Linked DNA regions of Mus musculus: all the other regions are linked to region 3. A link is a contact called in public Hi-C and capture Hi-C data. All regions are on one chromosome and are shown on one strand. The core of a region is the stretch at or near the end of the contact, and the rest is flanking DNA. Distances in the headings are between cores, read along the strand shown. Region 1 overlaps Ms4a4d (membrane-spanning 4-domains, subfamily A, member 4D). Region 2 holds the start of Ms4a13 (membrane-spanning 4-domains, subfamily A, member 13). Region 3 holds the start of Ms4a4c (membrane-spanning 4-domains, subfamily A, member 4C).

Region 1 (4,412 bases), core at 1,395-3,894, 150 kb after region 3:
AAAATATTTAGGAGTGCCAATCTACTGCTCTGAGTTCAGAGGTCACCCAATTCCAGATTCATGATTTGTAGAGCAAAAGACTGTACCAGGGACTCATGTTAGAAATTGAGATAGTTTATCAAAAAAAGAAAAACATTCCTAAGAATGGAAGTGCACTAGTGAGCTATACAAAGAACCTGAAGAGTGTCCAGCCACAGAATAAAGCACCTTTTGTAGGATCATTATAGACCCAGTCTTTTTGTTTGTATCTGTTTCTCTCACTGCCCCATAACCTCACACAGTATGCTGTCCTCCTTAGATGAAGCCAAGGTGAAGAAGAGCTTAGAGTCTTCTTTTGTGTACTGGTTTCTTTCACACTGAGTATGCCCTACTTGCGTTTAATTTGCTTTTATCAAATCCAGCCCCATTCCCTCCACTATAATTCTTCCTTTCTAGTCCCTATTCTCCTGTCTAAAGGGTGTTCACAGAGTTGATTGGGCTGTTGTTTCTCGAAAACTTTCAGCTTCTGCACACCTGGCCTTTGTCTTAACCCAAGACCTGCTGCAGATGCTCTTGAACATGGAGGAAGAAGTATGTCACATAGGGAGAAGAAAGTCACATGCATAGGAGGAGAAAAGTACATAGGAGGAGAAAATAGCCAGGAATTAGATCATGAATACAGTATGCCAGATAAGCTATTTCTAAGTTTGTATAAGAAGCTTGTGAAATCCAGCAATTGCTGTTTCTACTGACCTCATGTGTGTTAATCCATAAATGCAGTGGCCTAGGAGCCTGATTTGCTTAAGGATGTATCCTCTGCATTCTACTGCTGGCACATGCCCCTTGATTGTAAGGGACAGAATATATTTCCATGTGTCATTATGCTTCTGTCATTCTGGGCTACTGTCATGGGTGCTGAACTTTATTCATGGCCAACATGTCAATGTTTGGATGTGCTAATGACAACAGGAACAAACTAATTTGGTTCCCTGTGACACGTTGGTTCAAGTAAGCCATTTGTACAGAAGGCAGATGCTCTAAGATGCAGCTGCACACATCTCTGCTCAATCTCTGCCACCTGATGATCCAAGAGGTGGCCCAGACACCACCCAGTGTGGTGTTTGATTCAACTGAGTAGCCACAGTGTAGGCACTAGTAAAGGTAACATTATGAGGTAAGGAAATGGAAGTGCTGACTATCCTGGATGACTCAATGACATTTTGATTCATTCCACAGGTTCTTGTAGTGCTACCATCAAATTCTGCTGTGACAGTGACAGCACCCCCCATGATACTTCAACCATTGCCACCATCAGAATGCCAAGGGAAAAATGTTCCAGAAAATCTATACAGGAACCAACCAGGAGAAATAGTCTAATTTTGATGTACGTGTTTTCATGTGTGAGAGTGTGTGTGTGCACATGTGTATGCATTTGGCTTTTTGTACGAATATAAGACATGCTCTAAATAAGTAAGTCAAGCATTTATTAAGTCAATAACACTTTAAAATCTTCTATTCATTGTATGTACAAGAAGAATTTAATTGGCAAAAAAAATTTTAATGTAAACTGATAAAAACCTTGGTTTAGTGAGGTGAAGTCTCCAAAGAGTGAAGAATGGAGTTCATGGGTTTTTTTTGGGGGGGGGTTGCTAAATAAATAAATTTGGCTGCTCACGATCATATACAGACACATAAACTATGTAAGACAGCAGGTGTATTACCTTACTAATAATAGCAACCAATTTTAATCCTACATGAATGTTCATCTTAATAGTATATGCCTTAATTGTTATGGTGAAAAGTTACAATAAACAAAAGTGATTGAAATCAGAGCACTTGAACCTTAAATACACACACATGCATGAACACACAAACACACACATATATGCATCTATATACATTGTATATTTATATAAGTATAGTGCATCTCACTGTACATATATAGTATATATTTTGTGTGGATATAGAGAGTATACATACACATATGTGTATATATTACATATGACCTAAAAAGTTACTTATTATTGAGGATTGAAGCTCACATATTTAAACACTTGGTTCCAAGTAGAGCCATTCTTTTTAGAGATTGCTGAATCTTTCAGATATGAGGCCTAACTTGTGAAACTAAGTCACTAAAGGTTGCCGTTGAAGGTTTCACTGTCTTCCAGTTGAATGTTCACTTTATCTTTCTGGTTAAAGGCAAAGTCCAAAGACTGCTTTTAAGCTAAATTTCCCAAAAAGAAATAAGATTGTCAGTACATTCTTAGATAAATTGATTCTAAGTATGTGTCAATGTTTATTATTCATTATAGAATAAGTCTAGATCCTGCATTAATTTGGCATAGCATGATTTAAATTATTTGCATATTTCCAAGCATCCAGGGTACATCTGCAGGTATTGATGTGTTCCAGGAGCCAAACTTAGGCCCGATGCTATTTACTAATTATCTTAAATTAACTTTTAATATAGCTATATCAAGACAGTTCTCAGAAAGAAAACATTAAAAAAAAATACCAAATGGGATTGGAGAGACGGCTTAGTAGTTCAGAGTACTTGTTGCTCTTGGAAAGGACCTGGTTTAAGTTCCCAGAACCCACATTGTGACTCACAACAATCTTAACCCAGGTTCCAGGGGATCCAATGCCCTCTGCTGACTTTCACAGACACATGCCCACAAATTATGCACATACACACATTGTACAAAAAAAACACATAAAATGCAAAAAGTACGGGGTGGGGGGACATTAAAAATATTACATAAGACAAGAACTACAAAGTAATTAATTCAAGACCAAAAAGATAATGATTGATCTGAAGCTGTTTCAAATAAAACAAAATCCACACCAAACCAAACCAAACAAACATTTTCCTCATTAATGTTCCTCAGATACCCACCCATAAAGTCAGACCAGCCCACAGCAGTGCTTCTTGTTGGCAATGGGTCACACTCACAAAGATTTCATTGATTCTCTCAGTTCTCAGTTTCCTTCCATGCAGCTCTTTCTCTGTTCTTTGTGTGCTGTTGCTTCCTTGTTCTCATCACAGGAAGTGAGTTCTCAGCTAGGGATGGGATGTCCCAGTCAGTTATGAAAGTGCTTATGCTAAGCTCTCAACCCTTTGTTCTCTGAATCTGGTCACAGCACACAGCAGTGGCCAGGCTGTATTCTCAGCTGCATCTTTCCTATTGCCCAATAAGCCACAGACATTATGAGCAAGGCTGATGGTATTATGAAATACTGCATTTTTCCCTCTCCATTTGAAGCATTTGGGGTTTTTTTAACTTCTCCCCTTATCAAGAGAATAGAATAGTAGAAAAGGTGAGAAGAGGAAGGGAAGCATTATTTTTCCCACAGCAGCAAGGTTGCATTTCCTAAAACTGTAAATAATTTATTCAATTTTCTTATCCTGTCTGCACTCTTCCTCTGAAAGCACTTAAGGAAAATAAAATTCTGACCTTCTCTCTAGAGGACAAGATGCTTAGCCCATAGTGAGGCAGTCTAAAAGACTGTTTTCTGTCTCATGTAACACAGAAAGATGACAGGAGATATTACAGCTTTAATGTCCTGATGGAGTCAGCTGTGTCCCTACAGAGGTGCCTGTGGTTCTACAGTGGACAGGAATCACTGTGGATGCTGAGTTCTAGAGGATAAAGAGTGGGCTGGCTTAACTGGGAAATTTTACACACAAGCCAGAGAGAATATATCTCAAAATAATGTTTCTGAGCAGTTCCAGAATCTACTCCTATTTTCTTGTTTTGTGTCACAATCTTATAGTCATCCTTTTTGGAAAGTCATGTAAATAGAAGTGGGCTTTTATTGAATGTTTACAACCACACACAAAAAAAAAACTGAAACAAAAGAAAAAGGAGGAAGTATGTTAAGAATTAAACCAAACTTAGATAATTCAGTAGTATTTGTCTCATTTCTTTTTAGACTCCTCAAGAGCTATAGTTGTAGTTGTACATTATATACAGCCATCATATTCACATATTCAGCTATCTATCTATCCTATCTATCTATCTATCTATCTATCTATCTATCTATCTATCTATCTATCTAACTATCTATCTATGTGTGTGTCTATCCATCTGTCTCTCTCGCATACACACACACACACGCATATATATATATATATATATATATATATATATATATGACACATAATTTTCTTTTTTTTAATTTGAAATTTTTTTATTAGGTATTTATTTCATTTAAATTTTCAATGCTATCCAAAAAGTCCCCCACACACTCCCCCACCCACTCCCACTTCTTGGCCCTGGCATTCCCCTGTACTGAGGCATATAAAGTTTGCACGACCAATGGGGCTCTCTTTCCACTGATGGCTGACTAGGCCATCTTCTGATACATATGCAGCTAGAGACACAAGCTCCAGAGGGTACTGGTTAGTTCATATTGTTGTTCCACCTATAGGG
Region 2 (4,210 bases), core at 160-2,659, 210 kb before region 3:
TCCAGAGCCCTTCCTCCCTCTAATGAAAAAGTTGATGACTCTAGTGTTGGGTAGGTGACCACATCTGTAGTGAGTTCATGAGTGCATCACCCATGTTACATTCAGAGGACAATGTTGCACAGCCCTTTCTACCACTTCTGACTTTAAATCTTCCTACCCTCTCTTCTATAACGTTCATGGAGCCTTGGTGTGTGTGTGTGTGTGTGTGTGTGTGTGTGTGTGTGTGCGCGCGTCCCAGAAAAATGATTTAAAACATCTAAAACGTTTTTACTTTAAAATAATTGTGTATCTGCATGTGTGTTTGGATGCCTATGAAAAAGGGTGTCAGGTCCCCTGAAGTTTAAGTTGGCACCGAGCTGCCTGATAAGAGTGTTAGCAATTAAACTCTGGTTCTCTGCAAAAACAGCAAGATTCATGACCACTGAACCAGCTCACCAACCTCAAAAAAGATTTTTTAAAATAAAATGAAGAGAATGACATCTTCAGAGGACACACCAATTTCTTCATGAACTGCTTCCTGCCCACCTTCCCCTCTCACTTGGTCACTCGGACTTCATAGCTTAACAACCCTGGTAGTAACCCTTTCCCCAAAGCCTGCTTGTGCTACAAGGTAGCTAGATACACAGATGTTTGTCTTAACATTTTGCCCGTAATTCCTGCCACATTGTGTTGCAAATTTTTTTCAAGACTAACTTCAAATCACTTTGTTGTCCCCAGAAATTATAAAGTTCATTTCCATGTGTTCGTGGTCATTCCTGCTTAATTCCCTGGCCATATGCATTCAGTTACTCCCCTCTTTCTTCCCCCTTTTCTGATAAATATTTTAAGTGAATACTTTACTTAAGGTGACTAGTGGCGAACCTTGATGTTACAGTCATGAGAAGTATTTTACTTTTCACCTCACATCATGATACACCCATATACCGGCAGTCAGTACTAGATGAAATCTAGAAGGAGTGGGTGGGAATAAGTAGCTGCTGGCAGCTACTTGTGAGGTCAAGGCAGGACGATTGCTCAGCCCAGGAATTCTAGAGCAATCTTGTCAACACAGTGAGACCCCACATTTCAAAAAGTAAATAAAAGTATTTTTTAGAAGGTCAAACGAGAGGGTATAAAAGATGGAGAATGGAGATGTGCCCACCTCTCTTTCCTCAACCCCCTTTCTCCAGACCGTGTCCATTTTGATGCTTAGCAAAAGTAAAGAGGCACACTGTTACCTCACATTTCAGTTGTCCCAAGACCCAAGGATCCAGTTTCACCCTATCAGGCCTAGGCACAGGCTGAAGAGAAGGATCACCGTGGATGGTGCTCTCAGCGCTAGATCTGGCTGCATAGCCATCAGAGGCAGCAGCGCGCAGTCTAGCTCCCAGGTGGTTGTCAAGCTCCTCAAGCCGCCGGGTTGTCAAGGGCAACAGCCCTCTCTTAGGGCAGAGGGATGAGAACCAGTGCGCAGACTCACTGGGGCCTGCGGGCCACGCCCTGGTCCCTCACTTCGATCCTCTTCTGGAGTTTCTAGTAATGGCTTCCCTGGACATGGCTGGAACACTGCCTCTTCAGGGATGCTTCTCCTAAGATAGAATGGCCGCAGAGACCTGATCGTTTACCACACATTTCAGAAGGTTTCAAGTTGTAAAAAGGCAAGTAAATGAGTTAATAGTTTACTCTTCTTCCACCCTCCTCCAAATATAAATGGCTAAAGAAATTAATGAAGAGACTCTTTAGGAAATGATTAAAATGACTGCTTTGACCCACCCGCTGGGGACATTTTACTATGCAGGCTCTCTGCACCGTATTGGTTTTGGATTTGATATGAGGCAGTAGTTCAACGTTTGTGAAGAGAAACATAAAGATGCATAGATAGCTATGAAAAGATAAAGAATACTCTACTACTGGAGAGCAAATGGGGAGACAGAAAGGAAAACCTGTTTTCTCTAGGGAGCACAGGCCACCTGCCGAGCACCGAAGACTTCCTGAGGGCTTAAAGACCCTTGGACAGTAGATGCTCCTTTAACCAGAGCATGCTGTGAGCTTTCATTTATTCCTGGAAGACTTAAAATTCTGGCTTACATTGCAAATATTTCGTGGATGATAATCCTTTTATGAAGGATAATCTTTTTATAATATATATTCATATAGTATTATATTATTTATATTTCATTATATGTTACATAGTATACATAAAATAGATATGTATACATAAATATATTTAAATATATTTATATGTAGCCGGGCAGTGGTGGCTCACAGCTTTAATCCCAGCACTTGGGAGGCAGAGGCAGACAGATTTCTGAGCTCGAGGCAAGCCTGGTCTACAAAGTGAGTTCCAGGACAGCCAGGACTACACAGAGAAACCCTGTCTCAAAAACAAACAAACAAACAAACAAAGAAACAAACAAAATATTATCCTTTGTCGGGCGTGGTGGCTCACGCCTTTAATCCCAGCATTCGGGAGGCAGAGGCAGGCGAATTTCTGAGCTCGAGGCCATCCTGGTCTACAAAGTGAGTTCCAGGATAGCCAGGGCTACACAGAGAAACCCTGTCTCACCCCCCCAAATATATATATATATAAATTATAAAAATTATATGAATCATATAAAATATAAATATATATTTAATTATAATGTATGTTGATAATAGTATTATGATATATTCTATATTATTTATAATATATAAATATATAAGTATATAATATTTATATAGCACTTTTAAAATTAATACACTATATGGTTCCGTATAATATAATAACATATAATGTATTATATATAAAAATAGAAAAGAGGCCCTTGGTCCTGTGAAGGCTCTATGCCCCAGTATAGGGAAATGCTGGGGCCAGGAAGTGAGAGTGGGGTGGGTTGGTGAGCAGGGGGAAGGGGGAGGGGGAAGGAGGGAGGGGGATAGGGGATTTTTTTCAGAGAGAAAACCAGGAAAGAGGATGACATTTGAAATGTAAATAAAGAAAATACCTAATAAAAATAGAAAAGGATAATCCTTTTATAAAGATTTTATAAAGATTTTACTTTTATAAAGTATGGCTAGCACTCCTAAGGCTTAAGTACTCAAAAGAGTCAATGAGGCTTTAAAGTTACTGAGGTCTTTTCCATGCTTTTTATAGCAATGAAAATGTGGACTAGAAATTGAATAGCTTTTTTTTTTTTTTTTTTTTTTTTTTTTTTTTTTTTCATCATAGCTAACTTCTTTACATTGAAACTCTGAAGACCTTTCAAATAAGAGAAAATAAAATGCCAAGGTTCTCTTACTGTCTGAATTGTGTATTAGTTGGTATATCATTAAAAGAGCTATTAGTTTTATGGTTTTTATTTCTGTGTGTGTGTGTGTGTGTGTGTGTGTGTGTGTGTGTGCATGTACATGCGTGTGTATCATAGGTGTGTGTTTAGTGGACCACTTGCTAGTTAGTTTTCTTCTTTCACCATGGAGGAACTAACTTAGGCTTGGTGGCAAACAACTTTACTTGCTGAGCCACCTCACAGGCCCTGGTTTGGATGCACCCTTGAGTAATACAGTGCATTAGTGATCTCACAGGAACATTACTGTTCCTCTGTGTTTTATGTATGAGAATTAGCAGGAGTAGGCACAGCCTGTGCTCTGGAGAGAACAACCGAGTTGAATGCATCAACTTCAGAGTTATGGATTGAATAGGACTCTCAGAGTCAGTTCTGAAAAAGATGCATCCTTGTCATGTACTGCCAAGATTGGTGTCTCTTTTCCCTTCATCTAAAATGTAGCCAGCAATATCTGGAAATTAACTTGGATCTGATCATTGTGTTACATGGGCCCAAATGGGTATTCAATATAGGTGTAGGCAAGAAGAAGGGAGCTAAACCAACAGAAACAGTAAGTATTCATCAGTGCTTCTAAATTCATGTGGTCATGACACAGGTCAGTAAGAGAACATTGATCTGACTCTGCCCATCACCAATTTGGAAATTTGTAAAAAGAAATTTTCATGTCTTTTTACTTTTTATCATTTTGGGTCTGCATCCATTAATGAAAAGGAGCTGGGCAGGCATAGTCTGTCCAGCAGTATGTCTTACCTTTAACTTTTGTGACTTTAAATATTTCTTCATGTTGGTCATGTTTTTAACTTATCTTGAATTAGTTCCCAGGATAGAAAAGACATTAAGAAAGAATGTACTGGAATATGCCATGCATTCTGTAGTGTCCTTTCTATCTTTGTGTGTAGGGGGTCCAC
Region 3 (4,863 bases), core at 2,132-4,631:
TCCTCCGTTCCTTGAGAACACCAAATGTCTGCACGGCCAGTTTTCTGGTAGCAGAGAGAATCAGGACCTCTGTTCCGTTCCTGAGAATGAACTTCAATTTGACAATGAGCTTGCTCACAGGGATGAGAAAAGTGAGGGGTTTTTCGCTGCCAGTTTTTGTAGCAGCCAGAAGATCCCTGCCTTTCAGAAGTGGCCAGATACTTTTATGCTGGATCCCTATCAGGTGCTTTAAGCCCATTTCTTCTATGTCCTAATCTCACTGATGAGATTAGACAAGGAAGCAAATGAAGTGTCCTCAAAAGAACACGTCAGTCCTAGGGGAAAGCTGTGCACCTTGCTGTCATTTGGCTTCTTCATACCATCTTCTGGTTCCCCATGAGCCACAGTTCTTTCTTCAGTTTTTTGCTTTTTATTATCAGACTCAGTTTCACTTGCCATTTCCCCCTTTTCCTTCTTCTTTTTAGTTTTTGGTTCTGAATCGGGAAACAGTGTAGCTGATGTGTCTGTTGGTTAAAGTGGTAAGTTCTGGGGGGTGACTTTTAACTTTGCATTTTTCACCGACCTTTTAGATTTTCCACCTTTTCCAGTTTCTTTAAGCACATCTCCATTTTGAGGTTGTGACAGGTTCATGCTTCATGCTTCTTGCAGCTTCAGGCTCTCCAGCCATAACTTGGCATTCCAAATCTCAGCCCTCTTGCATAGGAGTTTCATCTGTATTTGTGACATGTTGCCAGGAAGCCAAATCGGTCTGCACCTAGCGACAGATGCCTGTAGTCCATGTTTTAATTGGGTTATTTGGGTTGTTGGGGGTCTCAATTTGAACTCAATGGACTCAATTCTTGAGTTCTTTATAAATTTTGGATATTAGCCCTCTGTCAGATGAAGGGCTGATAAGTAACCTTTCCCAATCTGTAGACTGCCCTTTCATCCTTGTAACAGTATCCTTTGCTTTACAGGAACTTTTCAGTTTGATGAGGTCCTATTATTTATCAACTGTTAATCTTAGAGCCTGACCTACTACTGTTCTGTTCAGGAAATTTTCTCCTGTACCAACACATTCAAGGATATTTCCCAACTTCCCTTCTACGAGATTTAGTGTATCAAGTTTTATGTCGAGGTCCTTGATCCACTTGGTCTTCAGTTTTGGGCAGGGGTATTTTGATTGGGATTGCTTTGAATCTTTAAATAGATTTTGGTTAAATGATCATTTTCACAAATTTAATTCTATCAGTCCTGAAGTAAAGTCCTGAAGTCTTTACATTTTCTAGTGTATTTCTGCAGAGCTGTAAAATTTCATCACAAAGATCCTTCCTTTCCTTGGCTAGGTTTATTACTACATATTTTATTTTCTTTGAGGATATTGTGAATGGGAGTGTATCAATGGTCTTCTATGTATGTTTGCTGTGTGAAAAAGCTACTGATTTGTGCAAGTTGATTCCATATCTTGCCATATTTCTGAATTTGTATTTCATTATGAGAAGATTTTAGGAGAATTTTTCGGGTCTCTATTGTATAGTATCATGTCATCTGAGAATGGGAATAGTTTGTTGTCTTCATTCTCTATCTGCACCCATTTCAATTTTCTTCTCTTGCCTTATTGTTCCAATTAGTATTCAGAACACAATACTGAAAAAAAGTGAGAATAATAGAATTTCTGTCTCTTTCTTGACTTCAGTGGGATTGCTTCAAGCTTTTCTTCATTTACAATGATGTTGGCTATGAGTTTATAAAATACAGCTTTTATTATATTGAGGTATGTTCCCTCTAGCCTACATTCTGTAGGAATTTTATCGCGAAGGCTGAAGGCCTGTTGGATTTTCTCAAAGGGTCTTTTCACATCTCTTGATATGATCATGCAATTTTCGTCTTTAAATTCATTTACATGATTGATTTATTATATTAATGAACCTGTGACGATTGAATCATTCCATGTTTTCTGGATACAGCCAATGTTGTCATGGTAGATAATCTTTTTTTAATATATGTTTGTATTCTTTTTGTTAGTATTTTATTGAGCATTTTTAGATCTATGTTCTTCAGGAAAATGACATGTAGTTTTCGTGTGTGTGTGTGTGTGTGTGTGTGTGTGTGTGTGTGTGTAATTAGAGTGACACTGGCTTCATAGAGGGTGGTCAAGAGTGCTCCTTCTGTTTTGGCAAAGAGCAGCTTTGACATCTAGGGTAAACTGGAGTGGGTCATAGAGTAGTCAATTGGTCATTCAACAGACTTTTATTAGAGGGAACACAGCTTGATTCTCTGGGGCTAGTGGAGGACTCCCTGGGGCTGGAAGAAAGACTCTGGGTCCAGTGAAACTTTCTGGAGTCAGCAAGAAAAAGGTGGGAAAGAATCACACAAACAGACACACGGACACACATACACACACACACACACACACACACACACACACACACACACACACACACTTGGTGGATGAATCAAGCATCAACTACTTCACCAATTACATACATACATACATACATACATACATACATTCATATATTTGTTGGGTGGAACAAAGCTCCAACAACTTTATTTTTTATCACACATCTTACGTATCCCAGAAAATCTTTCAAGACCTACAAAAATTACCCACATTCTATTTATATTTATTCATTGGTTCCTAATTATTCTATTCCACAGATGTGGGTCAATTACACTATGTTCTGAATTTTTTTGGCCTTGTAGCTTTTATAAATTACCAACTCCTCATAGAAACTTGACTGCAGTGAAGTGGAAGAATCTGGGAGCTTCTTCCTAATCAACTTGTGGTTGAAATTCTGGCCCTGCCACTTATTGGTGGTGTGATATCCATTCCTTCATTTTTTAAAAATGGAGCCAAGGATACAACAGACCAGATATTTCCCTAGGTCAGAAGGTATGTCGTAGGTCACAGTTCTAGGCCCCCAGGAGCCACCTGAGCTCTCCTGATTCATCTCTCTCCCTCTTTTGGGCTCTTCCTAGACTTTTGTCATTGTACAATGGATCATGCCTGTGTGTAAAGATACAGTGAGATCATGAAGTAATGTACTCAATGTACAATAGACAAGGAAATAATGCTCCTGCTGCTGTTCCTACCCAAATGTTTCAAACTCCCTTATTGCCTTCTCCTCCCCCATCCCACCCTTCTCCCATCAGTCATTATGGTTTGGGATGCTACACTGTAATAATATACCACAAATTGATACTTGTCTATATTCTCAATAAAAGTGTTATTTGCATTTCAAAATATTACCCATATCCATTTGTCTAAATGACAATAGTTTCTACCTTGAATCCTCAGAGTACACATCCACTCATGTATGATGGCTGAAGTGGGTGGGGAGGAAATGCCAGAAGCAAAAGGTTCTGCCTCTTAGTCAGTGGAGGGGAAGTCCTGGCACAATTAACCAGTCTGCTATCTACAAAGGGGGAACAGAGTCCTGTGAGAACACACAATCAAAACTTCTCCTGGAATAAATCATCTGACATCAGATCCTTCCCATTGTCTGGTTAGTACATCTTTTTATTTTATTGGAGGTTGAGGAATAAATTTTACTTAAAACAAGTTTTCTAAAGAAAAGACTTATGTTTTGTTCTGTAACATTTTATGATTAAAATAATCTGTTATGCACGGTTTAAAATATGATAAGGAGGTGAATATTTATAGTCCTTATTTTGTAACTTAAATATTTGAGTATTTAAAGTTTGATGTGCTCTCTCTACAATAACCTGTCATTGCTGATTATAGGGATGCCAATGGAGTGTGAGATATTGAAGTCCAAACAACATTTTTTAAAAGCATAGTAGGAAGAAACATAAGCATTGTCTGTTTTTTAATCTATTGGCATTCCTAAGAGTGTAAAACAAATGTCATACCTCATCTTTGAAAGCTTCTCCAAAGAAGCTCCAGCTTCTCCAAAGCTGCTTCCTAGAGCAGCTGAAGATCCAGAGAGCCAGGTCCTCCATCTAGAACCAGTCAAGCTAGTCTCACCTGTTCTTTCTCCAGGGTAATACAGACTACACACATAGCATGAGACTCTGGAGGATGCCAGAGGCCCAGGTGTTGGGGGGAAGAACATTGATATAACTTTGACATTGGTTAAAACATGAAATACCAGTATGGCCTATCAAAGTTGAGATGGGATCCATGGGGAGATAGATGCAATTATAATTTAGGTTCTTGACCCAACTGGGTGTAGAGTCAACTTGAATCTAAGTTGTTGAAACACCATTCAACAATGACCCTGGATCTTGATATCATTGGATGGGAAACATGGAATTATTCAGGTAATTTACCAGTGTGTGTGTGTGTGTGTGTGTGTGTGTGTGTGTGTGTATGGTATGTTGGAGCTTTGTTCCATCTACCATATGTATGTATGTATGAATGTATGTATCATGTATGAATGTATGTATGAATTTATGTATATATGTATGTTTGTATATATGTAATGTGTGAAGTTGTTGGAGCTTGTTGAAATTTGCTTCATTTACTAAGTACCCTAAGCATTCAGTTTCACTTTCCCTCAAAAGGCCATTTTCAGTTTCAGCCCTCAACACTCCTTGTGATATCTTGTGGAACTGTTCAGTGTGCCCCATACCTGTGCATGCTCTTCCTATCGGAGTTAATCCCCCCAGCTGGTGCCCTGTGGTTTATAATTATTTTCATGTTATTTGTTTTCTGGGAACCTGTACTTTGGAAGCCAGCACTGCAGTGGCTGCTTGTGTGTGTTGCTGGATCTCAACAAAGAAGGATCCCTTATCTAGTGTCAGCAGTGTAGAGAAAACCAAGAAGAATAGAATCACAAAGCACTATTGGGTACCCAGTTATCAATGTTGCCACTGCTCCTATGGGTGCTTCCTACAGTGGACTTCTAAGGCAGCTTC

Evidence for each region. A called contact is a pair of places that touch in the nucleus more often than the background predicts. Capture Hi-C pulls out chosen DNA fragments and counts their contacts.
Region 1: a Hi-C map of bone marrow-derived macrophages shows a contact between it and region 3, with 40 read pairs. A contact is called at or near these places in 3 of 39 promoter capture datasets (embryonic stem cells, hippocampal neurons and macrophages), 4 of 484 Hi-C or Micro-C datasets (the Patski cell line, bone marrow-derived macrophages, embryonic fibroblasts and 1 more), 5 of 130 datasets of targeted methods (CD8 T cells, the SCID.adh cell line, bone marrow-derived macrophages and 2 more) and 4 of 9 other capture datasets (adipose tissue, liver, macrophages and 1 more).
Region 2: a capture Hi-C map of macrophages shows a contact between it and region 3, with 2.0 times the contacts expected there. A contact is called at or near these places in 4 of 39 promoter capture datasets (cranial neural crest, embryonic stem cells and pre-B cells), 1 of 130 datasets of targeted methods (embryonic stem cells) and 2 of 9 other capture datasets (embryonic stem cells and macrophages).

What each region holds. Positions count from the first base shown.
Region 1 is chr19:11,556,662-11,561,073 of GRCm38.p6, forward strand. It overlaps Ms4a4d (membrane-spanning 4-domains, subfamily A, member 4D), which reads left to right. Exons shown (of 7, transcript NM_025658.5): 7 at 1,216-1,805. The coding sequence ends at 1,356. Among named protein-coding and RNA genes, the nearest start is that of Ms4a4d, 22 kb to the left of the region's middle.
Region 2 is chr19:11,195,328-11,199,537 of GRCm38.p6, forward strand. Ms4a13 (membrane-spanning 4-domains, subfamily A, member 13) reads right to left here and starts at 1,410. Exons shown (of 7, transcript NM_001347435.1): 1 at 1,218-1,410. It overlaps 4930526L06Rik (RIKEN cDNA 4930526L06 gene), which reads left to right and starts at 1,490. Exons shown (of 3, transcript NR_045317.1): 1 at 1,490-1,637.
Region 3 is chr19:11,404,280-11,409,142 of GRCm38.p6, forward strand. Ms4a4c (membrane-spanning 4-domains, subfamily A, member 4C) reads left to right here and starts at 3,382. Exons shown (of 7, transcript NM_029499.3): 1 at 3,382-3,488. It also overlaps the pseudogene Gm5692.